3 separate regions of the Ovis aries genome follow, and regions 1 and 2 are each linked to region 3. The links are chromatin contacts, called in public Hi-C maps. All regions are on one chromosome and are shown on one strand. Each heading gives the region's core, a stretch centred on a gene start, on an enhancer-like site or on the middle of the called end of the contact. The rest is flanking DNA. Distances are from core to core; before and after follow the strand shown.

The links. Hi-C and Micro-C count contacts between places; a contact is called where the count stands out from the background.
Region 1: a Hi-C map of liver shows a contact between it and region 3, with 3 times the contacts expected there. The contact joins the promoter of FAAP100 here to the promoter of NDUFAF8 in region 3. A contact is called at or near these places in 5 of 16 Hi-C or Micro-C datasets (blood, hypothalamus, liver and 1 more).
Region 2: a Hi-C map of hypothalamus shows a contact between it and region 3, with 4 times the contacts expected there. The contact joins the promoter of NPLOC4 here to the promoter of NDUFAF8 in region 3. A contact is called at or near these places in 3 of 16 Hi-C or Micro-C datasets (hypothalamus, muscle and tail adipose tissue).

What each region holds. Positions count from the first base shown.
Region 1 is chr11:50,719,626-50,722,325 of ARS-UI_Ramb_v3.0, forward strand. It overlaps FAAP100 (FA core complex associated protein 100), which reads left to right and starts at 1,412. Exons shown (of 10, transcript XM_027974269.2): 1 at 1,412-1,659; 2 at 1,862-1,980; 3 at 2,464-2,700. The coding sequence starts at 1,495.
Region 2 is chr11:50,663,796-50,666,615 of ARS-UI_Ramb_v3.0, forward strand. NPLOC4 (NPL4 homolog, ubiquitin recognition factor) reads left to right here and starts at 1,451. Exons shown (of 17, transcript XM_015098918.3): 1 at 1,451-1,639. The coding sequence starts at 1,625.
Region 3 is chr11:50,976,470-50,979,169 of ARS-UI_Ramb_v3.0, forward strand. It overlaps NDUFAF8 (NADH:ubiquinone oxidoreductase complex assembly factor 8), which reads right to left and starts at 1,362. Exons shown (of 4, transcript XM_042256761.1): 1 at 1,241-1,362; 2 at 968-1,078; 3 at 724-854. The coding sequence starts at 1,324. It overlaps TEPSIN (TEPSIN adaptor related protein complex 4 accessory protein), which reads left to right and starts at 1,657. Exons shown (of 13, transcript XM_060394962.1): 1 at 1,657-1,732. The coding sequence starts at 1,685.

The sequences.
Region 1 (2,700 bases), core at 162-2,661, 260 kb before region 3:
CTTCACAGTGCCTGGCCAGTCAGGGCTGAAGCAGAAGCAGGGTGGTGAGGCCTGACTGGCTTAGCCCATCTCCTTGCAGTCCACTTGCCCATATGGTCATTTTCTCTGGGACAATCTCAGTATAGTTCCCTTGGTGTTGGAAGTCTGGGAGGATCAGAGTAGAAATTGGTATGGGCATGTCACCCACAAAGATTGGTGGTCATAACACAAGCCAAGAACAGGTTGCACTTGGGGGCAGGGTGAGGGGGGTAGAGGAGGAATTCAGAGTCGTGTGTCTTGAGAGGAGTCCTCACTTCTAATTCCAAAAGCCAAGTGGGAGCTGGTCTTAGGGCAAAGGACAGACTGCATATGGTGCGCTCATGCTGGGTCCAACCCAGAAGCACAGTGGCTTTCCACTGCCCTAGGGGTTGAGCACCAACCTCAACAAGGGGGATTAGAACTTGTGCCACTGGTTTCTTGTTTCAGTAGGTAAATCAGCATTGGTGAGGTCAGCTTAACTCAAGCCCAGAAAACACTTGGCTGCTGGGCCCCTTCAACTTGGCCTGTCTGGCCACACCACCGCAGATGCCTCTTTCATTCATAGATGTTTGGCCTTGAGAGGAGTGTAACTGACCTATCTGCAGGCATCTTTCAGTGTCACTCTGATCTCGGTCTCTATTCAGAGAACTCTTGGGCCATCTGATCAGACCCTTCCCCAAAGCCATGGAGGATAGAGTTAGGGAGAAGAGGTGTCTTGCCCTGTCTTCACCCTGACCACCAGGATGACTGCTGGTGAGCTGTACCCGCCCCCCTTACCAAGGCCTAACCAGTGATTTTCTTTATGGTCTTCTGCCCTCAACCCAGAATTCCTCTGGCTTACCCCTTTTCCCCACTGTCCAGTCAAACCAACACATCCAAGAGACCCGTCTGTCCATGTTAGGTTCAGAGGCGGCAGTGTCCCGGGGACGGGGTAGGCGTGGCTGTGGCTCAGTAGCTCAGAGGGAAGAGACCCCGGCTGCGAAAGTGTCAAGACCTGGCGCTGCCCGCCCCCTTCACAGGCCCAGCCCCCAAACGCTAGACAGTCGCTTTAGGAGCGGAAGAGACTGTCCGCTCGGAAGAGACGTGCTCTGAGGGGTCGCCGCCCTGGGGGAGCCCGTGTACTAGCCCGGGTTCGAGAGCCTGCCCGGCCCTTCGACTTCGGGCGGGCCCAGTGGAGCCCCCGAGTGGCGAGGAGTGGAGAGGCCAGGCCCTTGTGCTTCCCGCGTTTGGCTTTAAACACGTTGGCCCTTTGCCATACAGCTCTGTGTGCGCTAGCTTCATCCGGGCGGCGTGAGGACTCGGCTCCCGCTGACACGCCCCCGAAACTCGGCGCTCAGCGGCCCCGCCCCCGGCCCCGCCGTACGGCGGAGGCCGCGCTACGACCTAGGCGGCCGTAAAGCGCAGGGCCCCGCCCCCCGGCTCCCGCGCCGCGAGGCCGAGCCCCCGCCAGTGGCCGGGCTCCAGGGCGATCCCACGATGGCCGACCCCAGGCCGCGGGTCGAATACCTGGCGGGCTTCTGCTGCCCGCTCGGGGGCCTGGCGGCGGGCAAGCCTCGCGTGCTGTGCCACGGGGCGGAGATCTTCCTGTCCACTGGGAGAGAGCTGGTCTATGTCTACGACCGGGAAGGGCGGCTGCTGATCGTGAGCACCGGGCACACCGGGGAGGGGCTGGGACTGGGGGCCTAGGGGATGGGGGGCTGGGGCGGGAGGGATCCGGGGTCCTGGAGGGGCCAGGGTCGGGCGTGGATGTTCGAGCGGCCGGCGCATTTGAGGAGTTTGTCCTCTGCTTCACCTGAGCCCCCACGCCCCTGACCCAGCACTGTCCTTCTCCCCGGTCGTCCAGGCTGTGTACAAGTTTCCCGGTCAGGTGTGGCACCTGGAGCTCCTGGCCCTTCACAAGGTGCTCTATGTCCTGTGCGCCCAGAGCGGCATCTATTGCTTGTCTTTGGACCAGACGACCAGGTGAGGCTTGGTCGCTGGCGGGAACTGCTTTGGGTTGGGCCCACACTGCCCTCTCCCAGGTTGAGGCTGACATACCCTTAGATGGGCTTGTCACTGTTTCTGAGTGGTAGTACTTCCCTGTCATCCTCAAACACTGCCCCGGTGACCTATATGGTCTGGTCACCTCTGGACTGGGTTCAGAATGAGCACTCACCACAGGTGAGGACTCAGGGGCCTGACAGTTCTGCATTGTTGAGAATTTTCTGTCCAAACCCCATTTCTGGAAGCCTTGATGCATGCTGTTATGCATGTGTCCCTGGGTGACCGGGGTGGGGGAGAGCATTCCCTGGAGCAAGTGGGAGGCACTGTGGCATGCCAGCTGCTCCCTGGTGGCAGCCTCTGAGATCGCTCCCTGTGCAGACCCCACACCCGTCATGTCAGTGGCAGGCTGTCCTGCAGGGAGCCTGTGAGCACTGTAACCGACAGTTCCCTGGGTTCTACAAGGTCTGTGAGCCGAGACAAGGAGGATGGCGGGGACGACCAGGACAGTGACGATGGGCAGGTCGGTGAGCCCCCTGTCCCTGTGATCCACGTGGACCCAGAGTCCTGTGTGCTCCCGGATGCCTCGCTGCATGCCTTCACCGTCCTTGATGATGCACTCATCACCTTGGCGCTGGGCCCCACCCAGTGGAAGATGCAGCTGTTTGAGCGTCCCTCTCCAGGGGAGGACCCCAGGCCCAG
Region 2 (2,820 bases), core at 201-2,700, 310 kb before region 3:
GAAAGTCCGAAGAAGGATGGCTGTCTTCAAATTTTTCTCCGAGTGAGATGAGGAGATGACAGGTGTTGAGTAAGGTGCTTCCAATTTGACAAAAGAACTACTCAGGCTGCTGTGCTACGGGCAGAAGGTCAGGGATAGGATGGGAGCTGGAGGTCAGGCCCAGTGTAGCCAGACTGTGGCTCATCTCTTCCTCAGAGAGGACACGTCCGGCATCATCAATTACTGCATCAGGCTTCAAAGCAGGGCCTCCGGAAGATGGTTGTCACCTCTCTGGCTCCATCGCAGCCCTGTTCCAATATTGGGTAGCCTTTGGATGAAAGCGTAGTTACCACCACTGTTATGGGCTTAACTGTGTCCCCCTCCAAATTTCTATGTTGAAGTCCAAACCCCAGGGCCTTAGAATGAGACTTTGAAGGTAAGGCCTTTAAAGAGGTAATTAACTTAAAAAATCAGGCCATTAAGGCGGGCCTTCCTCTAATGTCCTTATAAGAAAAGCAAACTGGGACAAAGAGAGACTCCAGGGATGCACTTAATACAGAGGGAAGACACAGGACGAGGACGGCCATCTGCAAGCCAAGGAGGGTGGCCGCAGAAGAAACCAAGCCTGATTTCCGACTTCTGACCTCCAGAACTGTGAGAAAATAAGTTTAAGCCACTCAGTGTGTGGTATTTTGTCATGGCAGCCCCAGAAATATAACTACTAGTATAACTTTAAAACATTAATGTAATACCTTCACAGTCACACAATGGAGATTAAAAGGTAAGCGGTGTAGAGTAGAATAGCATGTCTGTCAATGCTTGGACGTGACCACACTAGGAGACATCACCACCAGGACACAGTTTTGTCCTTCTGTGTAAGGGATACAGTCAGTATGAGAAGCAAAAAGAGGCCATCCTGTACAAGAAGAGCAGGACAGGGTGAGAAAGCAGGATGCGTGTCAGCAGGATAAAAACCACAAACCTTGCCCCTTGATAGGAGCAACCCTATCAACTCTTCTGCCAATGTCTGTCCCGCCTCCAGCCCCCTCATGGCCACCGTGTTCTGCCCTCTGAACTAAATAAGCCTCAGTCTCCCCAAGGGTCTCCCTGATTCTCCACCTGCACGATTCTCCATTCAGTTTCTAGAAGAATCCTACAATGTTACACAGAGCATACGTCCTCCACTCTCACTTCCCCAGACTTCCCTAACACACTTAGAACAGAATTTCCGTGTGACCAGCAAGGCGCCCAATTCGAGCCCACCGATCTCTGTCGGTGGATGAGATGCGCTCTGATGGGTCCATCTGGGCTGCAGCGCAGCGTCTCTCCACCGCGTGGTCAGCTGGGGGCGCCCCTCCACGCAGAGCCCAGCGCGGGGCCGCCCTGCGCAGGCGCAGGCCGTTGGTGGGGCCGGAACCTGATTGCGGGGCCGGAACCTGGTTGCGCGGCCGCGCGGCCGGGGGAGCGCGTCGGGTGAGGCACAGGACGTCGCGGCGGTGGCGGCCGGGCGGCGAAGCTGGAGCGGCGGTGGCGGCGGCGGCGGGAGGCCGGGGCCGGGGCTGAGGCCGGGGTCGGGGCTGCGAGGCCCGTGGGGCGGCAGGCGGCGGCAGCCCGGGGCTCGAGCCCGGACACGGGAGCGGCCACCATGGCCGAGAGCATCGTGAGTGGGGCGGCCGGGCGGGAGGGCGCCGGGATGAGGCAGCATATTTGCCGGCGCGGCCTGCGGAGAGGCGCAGCGGCCCGCCCTCCTCCTCCTGGGCCGGCCAGCCGACTGGGCTCCCGACCTCCTCTCAGCACCTCCCGTCCCCGGATGGAGTGGGAGGCCGGGCGGTCTGAGGGTGTGGGCTGTGCCGGCCGCTCTGTTCCTGGTCGCGGGGTCTCGCCAGGCGCGCCTAGAAGAGGGGCTCCTGGTTGCCGGGGGCTACGACCCCTCCTCGCCTCCTATCCGTCTTTCCTGCCTCCTGCCGTCGCCCCAGTGACTGCCTTGTCACAGGTCACTAAAAGAGCATTTTCTACAAATGGGGGCCCCTCTCCCCGCTAGAGGAAGCTGCGAAGAAGGGAGACGGTGGACTGGCGGATGGCAAGGAGACCTTGACAGCTACCTGTCTGTAAAGGGATGTTAAAAGATCTCATTTTGTACCCAAAGTTAGATATTAACACACGTGCCCTTAAAGTTGTTTTTTTTTTTTTAAGTGAAAATCAGAAAAAAACTGGCCATCCCTTAACTTGAGAAAAGTTCCTCTCAGAAGTCAGTGTAGCCGGAAAAAACTCAACAGACCAGCTGGACAGAAGAATTTTTTGGTTAACTTTAAGGACCACTTGGAATTTCCTGGGGGAAGCAAAGACAGTTTGGGGTGACAAGTCATGTTCAGAACTTGGCCTTGGGAGGGCCTCGAACAGTTTTGCCAGGTGTTGGGAATAGCACGCATTCTCTCTGGATGGTCAGGTCTGCAGGAACCTCCAGCTCTGGGACTTTCAGACTTTTCCTCTAGTGAGTCCTAACTCTGCTCTCTATTCAGGGGCCCTGGCTCCTTCTCCGTGTTTCCCAGCCTAGAGATGAGCAGAGGGAATAAATGGCCCAAGAGAAATGAGCAACTAACTCGTTTTAAAATAAGACTTCTCACCAATTGTTGGTAACTCATCCTAGAAATAGGTTAAGAGTTAGCACTCAAATATGCTTCCAAACTTTCTCTTTACTGTAGTATTTTTAACTGAATTGAAATACCTGTGGATAAGTGAGTTTCAGAGAAAGCCACTTTTGTATCTATGTATAAGGCAAAGCTCTAGTTGATAGCATGGATCTCTTGCTGAATTTCTCACATTGTGAGGAATTGAAACAGA
Region 3 (2,700 bases), core at 112-2,611:
CCCCTCCTGCCTCCTCATGCACCCCCACAGAGCCTCAGGGTGCAGGCAGAGTAGACAAAATGGCTTGTGTCTTTAAATGAGAAACCCCCAGGTTCCCTGTTCTGAACTTCCAGTGCCTGGGGCCTGTGGTTAGGTTGCCCTCAATGGAAAACAGCAGGAGAGGCAGCCACACGCTCCCGGGGGCAAGACAACATGACAGGGGCAAAGAAGCGTAAGGAATCAGAGAGGATTCCTTCCAGAGAGGATTCACAGGATACCTGTGATCCTGACTAATAACCACAGGCGGTAGGGAAAAGCCTGGTTTGGCCAGGAGTGTGTGATCTTTATTTTACATGTGAATCCTTCCAACCACTGACCACAGGATGAAGGTTTGTACTTCCCGGAGGGAGTGCTCTGAGTAAAGCAAGGAAGCTGCCAAGAGCCAGGAAGCAAGTCCAAGCGACACGTGCATCTTGGATGAAACATGTCATATTGGAGATTGGTGACAAGGGCGAGCCGCATATCCCAGCCACAATGATTGCTAGGAAGGTGCAAGGGGTTCTTTGAGCCCTCTGGGAAATGAAGTATGGCCCATGCATTCTCCATCCTGGATCATAGAGATTCCTTGGATTCCCTAAATTCTAGTGAGCTGACCCAACTGTCCCCTGCCAGGTCCAGTACTCAGCACAAGCAGCTCTGGTGAACAGAACTGACTGTGGGCATCGTGGCCCACCCCAGACCCACCGAGTCGAGGGAACCCAGGACCTTGACATCTTGGGCACCAGCTCAAAACCTTGTGCTAGCCTCATTACAGGCAGCCTCCGTGGCGGCGGGGGTCGCGCCGGCTGGTGTGGGGCTGTGCCCCCGTGAAGCACCTGTTGGAGCCCAACATCGAACCCAGAAGAAAAGGAAGCCCGTTTCCCAAACAGGTAACGTGGGTCCCCGCCCCCTAGGGTCCCACCCCCGGGCGAGGCTGGCGTTCACTTACCGCAGCAGCGAAGCAGCTCCGCAAAGCCTCGAACTCCTGCGCGCACAGATCCTTCTTCAAGCAGCCGCCCGGGGCCGTGGACGCCTGCACGCACCTGCCGTAGGCCGCGGCCTGGGGGCGGACGGAGATGGGCGAGGGTCGCCACGGTCCCCGCGCCCGCTCATTACCCGGGCGGACCCCGCCGCCGCCGCTCCCGGGTCACCACTAGCCGCCCCCCGCCAACCTGCACCCCGCCTCGCGCGGCCCTTCCTGCCCCGCCTGACGACTCCGCACCTCGGCCCCACAGGCAGCTAGACACTCGGGAAAGGCGCGGAGGCGGCTTCGCACGCGACCCCACACAGCTCCGTTCCCCGACATGAGCGGCTCCTCCCGGCACCTGTGGGCGCCGCCATCTTAGGTCCGGCCTCTTCCGGCGCCCAACAGCTTAACCGGCAGGCACTTCCGCCCACAATCTTTCTTGCGCTTTGTCACTTGGTCAGGCTTAGCCCTCGCCTTAGCCTCTCCGGAACCGCTCTCAGTCTCCCAGAGCCCTGCAGTTGGCTCGTTGTCGGTCGCTGTCCTTGGACTTTGTATTGGTTCACGCGCAAACTGTTTCCCGAAGTCGGCCGCAAGGCCCTCCTCACTCGGGTAATTGGCCCGCGGGGTCAGGCTCACGCACTGATTGGCGGGGGCCCGGGCCTGGCGGAAGCGGGGCGGGGCCGGAAGGTGGCCGGCACCATGGCGGCCACGCCGCCGCTGCGGGACCGCCTGAGCTTTCTGCACCGGGTGAGTGAGTGCTGGCGGCCCTGGTCCCACCACGCGCCGCCTCCTGGCCTCACCCCCAGCCCAGGCCGACCGCCTCCCTGGCTGCGCACTGCCCCCGCGGGATCCCCGCGCCCCGTGCCCTCCGGATGCTGGCAGGCTTGGCGTCCCCTTCGTCCCCCTCCGTCCCCTCCCACCTCTCCTCTCGCCTCTTTCCCTGTTTTCCGGCCGCTTCAACATCCTAGAACACTCCTCATCTCAAATCCTACCCTTCGGCCCCTCCCGAGGCTGGGGGACCCCACAGCCTTGGGGGGCGGCAAGTCAGGCCATCCCTGTGTCAGGTCCACGGGGAAGAGTGACCCCCTTGAACAAAATCCCAAGTTTTTCTGTTTTCTTACCCAGCTTAAAGTAGCTTTACAGAAAAAGAAACAGTGATCCCCCGAACTCTGGCCGAGATAACCAGACGCTGATTCGAAGAGCGGCAGAAAACCTTTTATTAAGTGGTCCAGGCAGTGGGGGAAGCCCTGAATTCCAGTTCAAATTGTGCGGAGAGGACTGGGCGTTTTCAGGACAGGACAGAAGGGTGGAGTTCAAGTGAAAAATGGCAGGCGTTTGGGCGGTTTCGGTGGGATACGGCTGCTGTGCTGATAACTGGTGGTTACAGAAGCTAAGATCCCATCGTGCGGTAGGAACTGGGGGACAGACCCTGTCCCTCCTGGTGGTTACATTTCAAGGAGTGGCCTTCAGGTCCTTGAGAAAGACTCTCCTAAGTTGTAGGAGGTCTGGGTTCCCAATTGTAGAAAATGCTCCTGAAGTGAGCCTGAACCAGTCCAAAAGTCCAGGGTCAAGAAAAGGTCTGGAGTCTGTCACCAGAAATAGGCCAGAATGAACAGTGAATTCTGGCACTGTGAGCTTCCACAGGCAGGCGGCAGGGGTGAGGGGGGTGACGGGTTCACCCTCATGCTGCTGAAAGACAGGTCAGTTCTCTTTGA